Linked DNA regions of Mus musculus: region 1 is linked to region 2. A link is a contact called in public HiChIP or PLAC-seq data. All regions are on one chromosome and are shown on one strand. Each heading gives the region's core, a stretch centred on a gene start, on an enhancer-like site or on the middle of the called end of the contact. The rest is flanking DNA. Distances are from core to core; before and after follow the strand shown.

Region 1 (4,690 bases), core at 1,677-4,176, 440 kb before region 2:
TCCTGTTTCTTCCTCCCAGGTGCTGGGATGACAGGCCTGTGGCAGCATGTCTTGTTTCCATGGTGATGGAGACTGAACCCAGGGCTTTGTGCATGCCAGGCAAGCACTCTGCCATCTCTTCTTTCAGAGCTTTGGTTTACTGTCTTGGACTTTACAGATGGGACCAACAATACATCCCATAATGCATGCATGGTATGTTTCTTGTAGAATTTATGTTAAGGGAATGAACGGCTCTGGGTGTCCGTCTGCTGTGCAGGTCCCAGATGCTCTCTTCTGGCCGAGTCTTCCCCACAGCAGGGGTTTTCTGACTCCCATCAGTGTGGATTACCTTAGTCGGACTCTGCATCCTTCGTAGGTGTTTATCCCTGGGATGAAGACCATGACCAAAAGCAGCTTGGGAGGAAAGTTTATTTGGCTTCCCTGTCCCGGTCACTGTCCCTCACTAAGGGAAGCCAAGGCAGGAACTCAAGCTGAGGCCTTGGAGAGCTGTGGCTTACTGCGTGGCTCCCCGTGGCTTACTCAGCCTGCTTTCTTACAGAACCCAGGACCACCTGCCCCAGGCTGTCACTGCCCAGAGTGGACTGGGCCCTCCTATGTCAATCATTAATCAAGAGAAGGAGGTATCCTTTTAATGAAGGTTCTCTCTTCCAACGACTCTAGTTTGTGTCAAGTTGACAAAAACCAACCAGCATAGTCTGTTATTCCATGAATAAATCATACGGTGCACTAAAACCCATTTCTCCCTTATTCATCAAAATAGCTTAAGCATCATCCCACTGCACAAATGTATCCACATTTCTTTAATTGATTATCTTCGGTTGCTTCCAGCTTGGAGCTATTTGGAGAATTAAATATCCAAGTTGCGTCATGCTTCCTTTATTCATAGCAATGGGTCTGCCTAGGGAGGGGGGTGGCGTTGAGAGGGAGCCATCCACAGCCTGCTGGCTGGCTCTTGAGTGTCATTATCAACCCAGGCAAGTGTCCATTGCACAGCCGCTTCCAGCAGCCATCACTCAAGCACCAACACCTTGTGTGTGGTGGTTGGGCGGGAGGGCTCAGCCTTCCGAAATAGCTCCTGTCAGTCCCAGGTATAGAGCACTTGACGGCCAAGATCTATTTCCTCTCCGGAGCGGAGCTCAGTGGTTCAGCCTAAAGACTTCCATGGAAAAGCTACCTTTCAGGGCTTCACACGTTCTAAGATAGGAGCTCTTATGTATTCCTTGGAGGACAAAGAACGTTCCTCAATGAAAACCAAGTAAACAAGATACGCCTCTTTTTGGGATAACATAACAGAGTGAAAACAGGCAGTTGGATCCAACTATTGTGTGGTTCCCACAGAAAGGGCTCATTAAGAAGCCCTGGGGACACAGTTTATTCCAAGGAAAATGTTCCTGAGCTTACACATCCTGAGGCGTGGTGACGTCACTTCCCCAAAAGAGCCCTGTCAGGATATTAGCTTGTCTTGTTATGTTAGGAGACAGGGCACTCTGCCCTCTGGCTCTGTAACTGGGTGTCACCTCCTCCAGCCCCTTCCCAGGCCACTTAGGGAAGCTGCTCTTACAGTCAGGCAGCTGGGTGTCACCTGGCTTCATTGGGGGTCCCCAGGATGCAAAGCATCCCAAAGATCTGGTCAATCTCCGAGCCACATGCAAAGGGGAAGAAAGGAGGATATGTTCTGTGGACCGCTTGTCAGACAGATTCCAGTGTTAGATAAGCACCTGGAACCAGAGCCAGTGGCCTTTAAGATATCTTTCCTGCCAAACAAGGTGGACAAGTATAATCCCAGAACTGGGGAGGTAGAAGCAGGAAGATCAGAATTCAAGATCATCTGCAACTACATAGCAAGTTCAGAGCCAGCCCAGGCTACAGAGACCCTGTGTGTGTGTGTGTGTGTGTGTGTGTGTGTGTGTGTGTGTGTGTGCAGTCTGTCTGTTTTGTTTTGTTTTTGAGACGGGGTTTTTCTATGGTACAGCCCTGGAGCTTGCTTGGTTGATCAGGCTGTCCTAGAACCCAGCGATCCCCCTGCCTCTGCCTCCCTAGTGCTAGGATGAAAGGTCTGCACCACCACTGCCTGGCTGACTCTGTCTTTACAGCAAAAGAAAGATCTTTCCCGGGAGAGTGCTGAGCAATCTAGAGAGTAAGCTTGGCTTCCCCAGCCAACCCCAGACTCCCCTCAATTCTTCCTAATAGAAGCAGTCACTGAAGGAGCTGGCAAGATGACCATGTGGATCCGGGCTCCTGTCACACAGGCTTTGATCCTGGGAATCCATAGAAAGGCAGAAGAAGATAACACTCCACAGGGTGCTCCTTCAACCTCGCTGCCCTCCTCTCTGCAAGAGAGAGAGAGAGAGAGAACAGAGAGAGAGAGAGAGAGAGAGAACAGAGAGAGAGAGAGACAGGGAGAGACAAGACAGAGGGAGAGATAAAGACAGAGATACAGAGAGAGATAAAGACCGAGACACACAGAGAGAAAGACAGAGATACAGAGACACAGAGGGAGGAAGAGATAAAGAAAGAGATATGGAGAGACACAGAGACAGACAGAGATAGAAAAAGAGAAAGATACAGAGAGAGAAAGACAGAGAGACACAGAGACAAAGACAGATACAGAGACAGATGACAGACAGACAGACAGACACACACACACAGAGAAAGAGAGAGAGAGAGAAACATGTTTAGTTGCTACTTACTGGCTGGACAGGAGACAGGAGAATGTTGAATGGGGCATGGGGCCCTGGGGGCTGTGTTTGGGGGTGTACATCTGAGGTGTGACAGAACAGAGTTAGCTATAAGCCACAATGCAAATGTCAAGCCCACAGAGTCACACTCAGAGGTCATGACGTGGCCAGCAGATGAAGTCCCCTGTTCAAAGGCCCTTGCAGGTGCAGCGGATGGGATGGTGCTGGCAATGCGCCTCTCGCCCTACAGAACTCCCATGAGAAAAAGCTGTGTCAGCAAGACGGCCTGGCCCCTCCCAGCCTGTGAAGCCCCAAGGACTGTGAGACAGCCTCAGTGGGAGAAGGTCGTGACCTTCTCACAGCCTCAGTTTTCTCCCTCGGCTGTGCTCTGATGTGGTGTTTTCTACGTATAGATGAACTGCAGTTTCTCTCCACTTTGGGTTTGTTTGTTGTTGGTTTTTTGTTTTGTTTTTTTTTTAAGTCTCTTTCTTCCATTAACCAAGCAAAAAACAGAGTAGAAATCTAAAGAAGAAATTGTGTGTGTGTGTGTGTGTGTGTGTGTGTGTGTGTGTGTGTGTGTGTTGGATGTGCATGTATCTGTTATCTGTTTGTACACTTTTCTTTCCTTTAAAGTCATGCAAATATGCTGGTGTGGCACCTCGTCCATTTAATCTCAACACTAGAGGCAGAGGTACAGAGATCTTAGGGAACTAGTGGTCAGCCTGGTCTACATAGCAACTTTCAAGCCAGCTAGAGCTACCAAGACAGACCTTGTCTCAAAACACAAAACAAAACAAATAAAATCAGTTAAATGAGACTCCTCATTTTCCCCCTGAGAGTCAGGCATGACCTCCAGTCAATCAGGCACTTAGAGCTGGATCACTGGCGACTGTCCCCCGGCCTGCGTCCTCACCACAGAGGAACAGCTGAAAGAGAGGTGGCCTCAGGAAAGCTGTAGGACTGAGCGGTCCAACCAGGACCCCCTCCACGTGGGCAGCATTCGCGGTTGAGTGAACGAGACTCTTCGCCCTGACCCTCAAGGCACACTAGCCTCTCCACCGGCAGCTGGTTTTCTCCAGCATTAGCGACTCTGAGAGAAATCACATGCCTAGGGAGACGTGTGACATGTGAACGTTCTCGGGTGACACACGCATTAACTGCTCTTATACGCAGAGTGAAACTGTGGACCGGATCGGGCTGGCCCCAGTCGTGTTCTCCTGAAGGTTAGGGGTGGGACACAGCAAGGAGCCGATGGGCGGGACTGCGGAGCATCCGCTGAGTTTGGAATCCTGACCCTCCCCTTACTTGGAACAGAAGTGGAGGTGGCTTTCTTGATTCTCAACCAAATTACATTTTTTTTTTCAAAGGCTGGGGGTGTAATTCAGCATACATAAGGTCTTGGGTTGGATCCCTAACAAGAAAAATAAACCAAACAAAACCCCAAAACAAACAAACCAACCAACCTCACCCTTCCTTCACTGCCTGTCTTATTTGCAGAAGAACGCGCCTTTCTTAAGGCCCTTTCTGGAATTTCTCAGTTGGGGTACCGCCTCCTCATTTCCTGTTACTTATCCCTAGAGGAAAAGAAATGACCTAAACAGGGCAGGGGGGATGCTCCATGTGAACAGAGGCTCACCCTGCGAGCCTGGCACCTGAATGAAAAATAGAAATTAAAAAAATAAAAATAAAAATAAAAAAAGGAAATGACTGTCCCTAAGTGTGGTGGAGATGACGATTTATCGTAGATAGAAGAGAGAGCATAGCCCGAGGCAGGGGCATCTGGGAGCCCAGACTGAGCTGGGGCACGCAGGGATACAGGGACAGGGCAGGTAACCAACATGTCTGGATTATAGGGAAGAGCGTCTGAGCAAGAGCAGCCCAGTCCCTGGGCTGGAGAGTTCAGGGTAGAGGGTATGCCAGCCCTACCCTGTAACCGTAGGGACTGGAAGAACCTGAAGCCAGGTCATATTTGATTTGTTAAATAGCCACCATTTGTCTTGGGGTCTGAGACT
Region 2 (4,994 bases), core at 1,516-4,015:
GACCTGACCTTGTGAAGAGAGATTAAACTCACCAGGCCCAAGATCTCCCCTCTAGTGGCAGAGTAAGTCAGCCTCCTTCAAGGCATGCCAGGTAACCCTGAGTGCCCCTCCAGAATGTTCTACCCAGAACATTCACTACTATCCGGGCTTTGGCATCAAGGCACGTAGTGCAATCGAGCTAAGTGAGCTACTTCCATACACTGTTAAATGTACCTGCAGAGCACTTGAGGACTTAGAAGCATCAAGGATAGCTTCAAAGAGGATCTGGGGCCTTGGCCCGGTGACAAAGACCTGTAAGCCACTGGGGAGGGGAGGAGCACCTCAAGTTCAAAGCCTGGCTGAGCTCCAGAGAGCTCTGAGGCCAGCCTGGGAAACCTAATGAGAGTGTCTCAAAGAGCTCTGAGGCGATAACTCTGTAGCAGAGTACTTGCCTGGGGTTCCAAGGCCCTAAGTTCAGTCTCCCATACGGGAGAGAAAGAGTGAGCTATCACAGGAGGTGTCTGAACGTGCAGGTGCCAGAGAAGGACGGGCCCTCAGCCAACTCTGCCGGGCTGCTGACATGAAAGCTTGCCAGTCTTCAGGGACCGAGGCTGCGAGGCAGGGGAGTTGCACTGTCGCAGCCAAGGCAGGAGAGAATGGCAGAGAGGAGAAGAGATGGATGATGGGACCAGGAGGACCAGAGAGTAGAGCGTGTGTGTGTGTGTGTGTGTGTGTGTGTGTGTGTGTGTGTGAGTGTGTGTGTGTGTGTGCTCGAGCACGTGTGTGCGTGTGTGTGAGAGTATGTGCATGTGTGTGAGAGTGTGTGCGTGCACATGTGTGTGTGCGTGTGTGTGTGCGTGTGTGTGTGTGTGTGTGTGTGTGTGTGTGTGCATGCGTGCGCGTGCACCAGGCCTCCCCTGCACCTTCTGAGCTTTCCTAATTACACTCCCTTTGCAGTAAAAGGCAGAGTCGAGGTGTGCACACAGACAGAACTATAAATTCTATCTTATATAACAATCTTATGTAATTTAGATACAAATTATAAGCTTATCAATTATATACTAGACTACTGTACCAATATAATCCTATGTTATGGAGATACAACAGTCAGAGGAGAAGTTGAGAATCGATAGAAATACTCTTTGCACATCCCACCTGGACCTCCTGGGCAACTAGCTGCCTTGGGCAGTAGGGCTTGAGTCAGCAACACAGGGCTGAGACAAGGGCTGAGTGATGCTGGGACCTAAACCCACCTGGGCCATCACCTCTCCAGGACCTTCAGTTTTCCTTCCTAAACAAGGTGGGAGGTAATGTCTCCTGGCCAGGAGTAACATCAGACACCCCAACCCTGAGCTCCAGGGAGCAGCCTGCTGGGCCTATAAAGGTTCTTGTTAACCCTCTGTGACTGAACCTTCAAGTCTGTGTTTTTTAAATTTAAAATTTTTTTGTTATTAGTGTGTGTGTGTGTGTGTGTGTGTGTGTGTGTGTGTGTGTGTGTGTGTGTGTGAGAAAGGACAGCTTGTAAGAGTCAATCTCGGGCTGGTGAGATGGCACAGTGGGTAAGAGCACCCGACTGCTCTTCTGAAGGTCCGGAGTTCAAATCCCAGCAACCACATGGTGGCTCACAACCATCCGTAACAAGATCTGACGCCCTCTTCTGGAGTGTCTGAAGACAGCTACAGTGTACTTACATATAAATAAATAAATCTTTAAAAAAAAAAAAAAAAAAGAGTCAATCTCTTCCTTCCACCCCGTGGGTCCTAGGGCCGGAACTCTTCAGATCATCAAGTTTTGTGAGGCAAATACCTTTAAAGATTTTAAATCAACAGGGACCCAAGCTGAAGAGGAGAGCCACTCACTTCCTGGGCAGCAGGGCTCCTCCTCATCTTGAGCTGGGAGCCTTGAGGAGAACCAGAGACAGTGCACTTATCTGTGTCAGGACCAGGCAGGCCCTCTGTGGTCTCAGGGTCCCTGCTGTCTACAGCCAGGTCTGAGCAACTGCTGGCAGGGTGAGGGTTCTGGGTCTCTCAAGACTGCACTCCTCCCCTCTGTCCCAGTGTCACCTCTCCCTGAGCAGTCTAAGAAGGAGATGAAGGATCTGCCTTCTGGTTCTCAAACTGAACTCTCGATGGTGACAAATGTCTTCACTGTCCGGTGCCTTACTCAGGACTTCCGGCTCCCCAGAGCCTCTCCATCATACCTGACTGACTGCCTCTCTGTGGAACTTCACTCCACCACGGCTAGGGCTAGGACGGTAATTCAGGACAGTGTCTGGTCCTTATCTACCTATCATTAACTACCTTCTCAGGACTCCCTGCTCGCAGGCGTAGGGAGGGAAGTGGGGCACGGGTCTCTGGCTCCCCAGACTGGACATGTGCACAAGTTCACAAGAGCCAGCTGGACCAGCAGATGGGAAGAGAGACTGCCCATCGCTCTAAACCTGCCAGAACTCGAGGTCCCCACGTCTGACAACGGGTGCCTCGGCCCAGTCTCAGGCTCAGGAGTGGCGGGGCTACAGGGGAAGCCCGGATTTGTCTGCAAGTTCCTCCTCCCAAGCAGGCGATGCCTGGGTGTGTTTGACTTTGAGTCAGATCCCCACCTCGTGAAGGGTGTACACACACACACACACACACACACACACACACACACACGTCCAGACACCACACGTCGAGAGCTGAGACCCGCACCCTCAGCTCCGCACCAGCCCGGGGCGCACGCCAGTACACCCGGCGCTGTCCATCACCGCGTGACCCCCTGATCCTCCCAGCCCCTTCTGCACATTGGCCACACCTACCTCTCCCAGCCGGGACCGCGGTGGCCTTGCTAACGGGTGGGTGGTCAGGCGGGCAGACGCCAGCCGTGACACCCCCATCCCGCCTAACCTTCACCTTGCCAAAATTGACTCCCAGAAACAGGACTGGATTTTTTGGAGCGGATTTTTTTTAAAAAACATTTTTTCCCCAGCAGACCACATCTCCGCCCCCAGCTCGCAGTCCCCCGCCCCCCGCACATATACCCTGCACACCCGCGCGCACACACACCCGGCGCGCACAGACACACGCTCCCTCCCTCCGGCGCTCTACTCCTCGCCCGCCCGCCCTCCTGCCCGCCTCGCACGCACCGGCCTCGGCTCCCCGCGCCCGCCGCCGAGCGAAGCTGCGCTGGGCTCGGAGCTGCTCATGGAGAAAGTGCCGGGCGACATGGAGATAGAGCGTAGGGAGAGGAGCGAGGAGCTGTCCGAGGCGGAGAGGAAGGCGGTTCAGGCTACGTGGGCCCGGCTGTATGCCAACTGCGAGGACGTGGGGGTGGCCATCCTGGTGAGGTAGGTGTCGCTCCCTTCTTGGCGGGGCCCAGGACGGGAAGGGTGACAGCGGCTGCGGGCAGAGGCGGGCTCGGCCCGCTGCGAGCTCCGGCGCCACCTCCCCAGTGACTGGGGACGGGTCGCGGTGACAGGGGTGCTTTGGAGCGATGGAAACCTTAGCTGATGCCTTCTAGCTCGGAGAGTGGGGCTCACCATCAGAAACTAGATGCAGGAGAGCGCTTGGTCTCCCCGGCCTCAGAACTCACCCATCCCAGTCAGTCCTCCTCACGAGTGACCCTAGTGATCCCACTAAGATGTATGTCCAGCATCCGACCAGCCCTCAAAGGGAACGGTAGGAGCTCCCCCTCTTTAAGTAATGGGCAGAGAAACTGAGGCTCAGTCAGGAAGGGGGTTAAAGAGGAAACAGAACTCCCTGTCCAGTTGGGCCCTTCAGAAGAACACAGCAGAGAGCTGGGGGGCGGGGGGGGGGGGTAAAGGTCAAGAGGTCAAGCTTCCCGGCTGCCCCTCTTTGCCGAGCTGCAGGTGAGACAGGAGTGAAGCCAGCAGGTACCTGGGATGCAATCCTGGTTGAGTTTTTTTGGCTTGGGGGGGGGGCCAGCTTTCAAGAGACAGGGCCCCACTCTGGACCCCACTCAGGTAAGAAGTATAGCATCTGGCCCCAGAATCCCTGAGGGCGCCCCCCCCTGCCCCCAAGTGACGCCGTATTTATACACCGCACCCTGATAATGTCACCAAGCCCCACAAACTAGAGACTGACTGTAGTTACAAATCAAACCCGTACTCTTCCTCCACGCGCTGGGCCCAGGGGTTCAGGCTGAACCCCCACATACACCCTCAGCCCCCAGGCTTTCAATTCTAGGATAGCAGGGCAGCCTTGTGTGGGGATAGGGTGGAACCCGGGGGCGGAACAGCTGTGATGCAGCTGTTTTCAGTCCCCCGACCCCTTCCCTGGTTCCTCTTCTCCCTCTGCCTCTGCCTCCTGCAAGCCTGGGACCTCCCCTGCTCCCTACCGATATGCCTGGGTTCCAACTCAGAAATAGATCTTGGAGGAAGAGAGTCGAAGCACTTTGGCGGAGTTAGGGGAGGATTCCTGGGGAAGAGGAAGGGGCAGCTAGTTCAGAGTTCTCTGACCCAGCAACGCTGCCCCGGGGGACAGGAACCAAGGAGGGCCCGTGGGACCCTGAAGCTGCAGACACTCGGAGACCCAGATTGGCAGCGTGGGCACCCACACACAAGCACACAGTGGAGAATAGAGTCGCAGATACGCCAGTCCGCATCCCCAGCTGGCTGCTCTTGGTCTTTTGTCGTACCCCCTAGGCCCACAGGGCACACGTGGAAACAAGGCAAGGCTCGTAGGACCTGGAGATATTCTTGTGAATTGCTTCTCCAGGTACGGGGGGAGGGGGACAGAGGGGGGCAGAAGAAGGACAGGATCCGAGAGTAGGGTTCAGAGTAGGGTTCATTCTGTATCTTCCTCGGTTCACCCCCTGACACCCAAGGGACCAGGCCTGGCTGGGAGAGAGTTTTACTGATAGACATAGTACCCAAAGGCCCACAGTGAACCCGAGGAGACCTGATACAGCAATCAGATCTGGCTGGCCGAGCCAGTCACCTAACTCCACAGAGCCAACACTGAGAAACCTGGGCCACTGTATCAGCCACTCCCTGTGGCTCCAGATGCCACCGACTCCTC

Evidence for each region. HiChIP or PLAC-seq counts read pairs in DNA pulled down with a chosen protein or histone mark.
Region 1: a contact with region 2 is called in a FOXA1 HiChIP or PLAC-seq map of pancreatic cancer cells. The contact joins the enhancer-like site here to the promoter of Cygb in region 2. A contact is called at or near these places in 2 of 39 promoter capture datasets (cranial neural crest and maxillary cranial neural crest) and 4 of 115 datasets of contacts at active chromatin or transcription factors (bone marrow-derived macrophages, embryonic stem cells and pancreatic cancer cells).

Annotation. Positions count from the first base shown.
Region 1 is chr11:117,091,122-117,095,811 of GRCm38.p6, reverse strand. No RefSeq gene overlaps it. Among named protein-coding and RNA genes, the nearest start is that of Mir6516, 16 kb to the right of the region's middle. Within about 2 kb of position 2,926, at least 115 of the 459 cell types and tissues checked have an H3K27ac peak or open chromatin away from gene starts, as enhancers often do. A contact at or near this core is called in embryonic stem cells and pancreatic cancer cells, where this site is marked.
Region 2 is chr11:116,652,084-116,657,077 of GRCm38.p6, reverse strand. It overlaps Cygb (cytoglobin), which reads left to right and starts at 2,765. Exons shown (of 4, transcript NM_030206.4): 1 at 2,765-3,301. The coding sequence starts at 3,159. It also overlaps a transcript of Prcd not described here.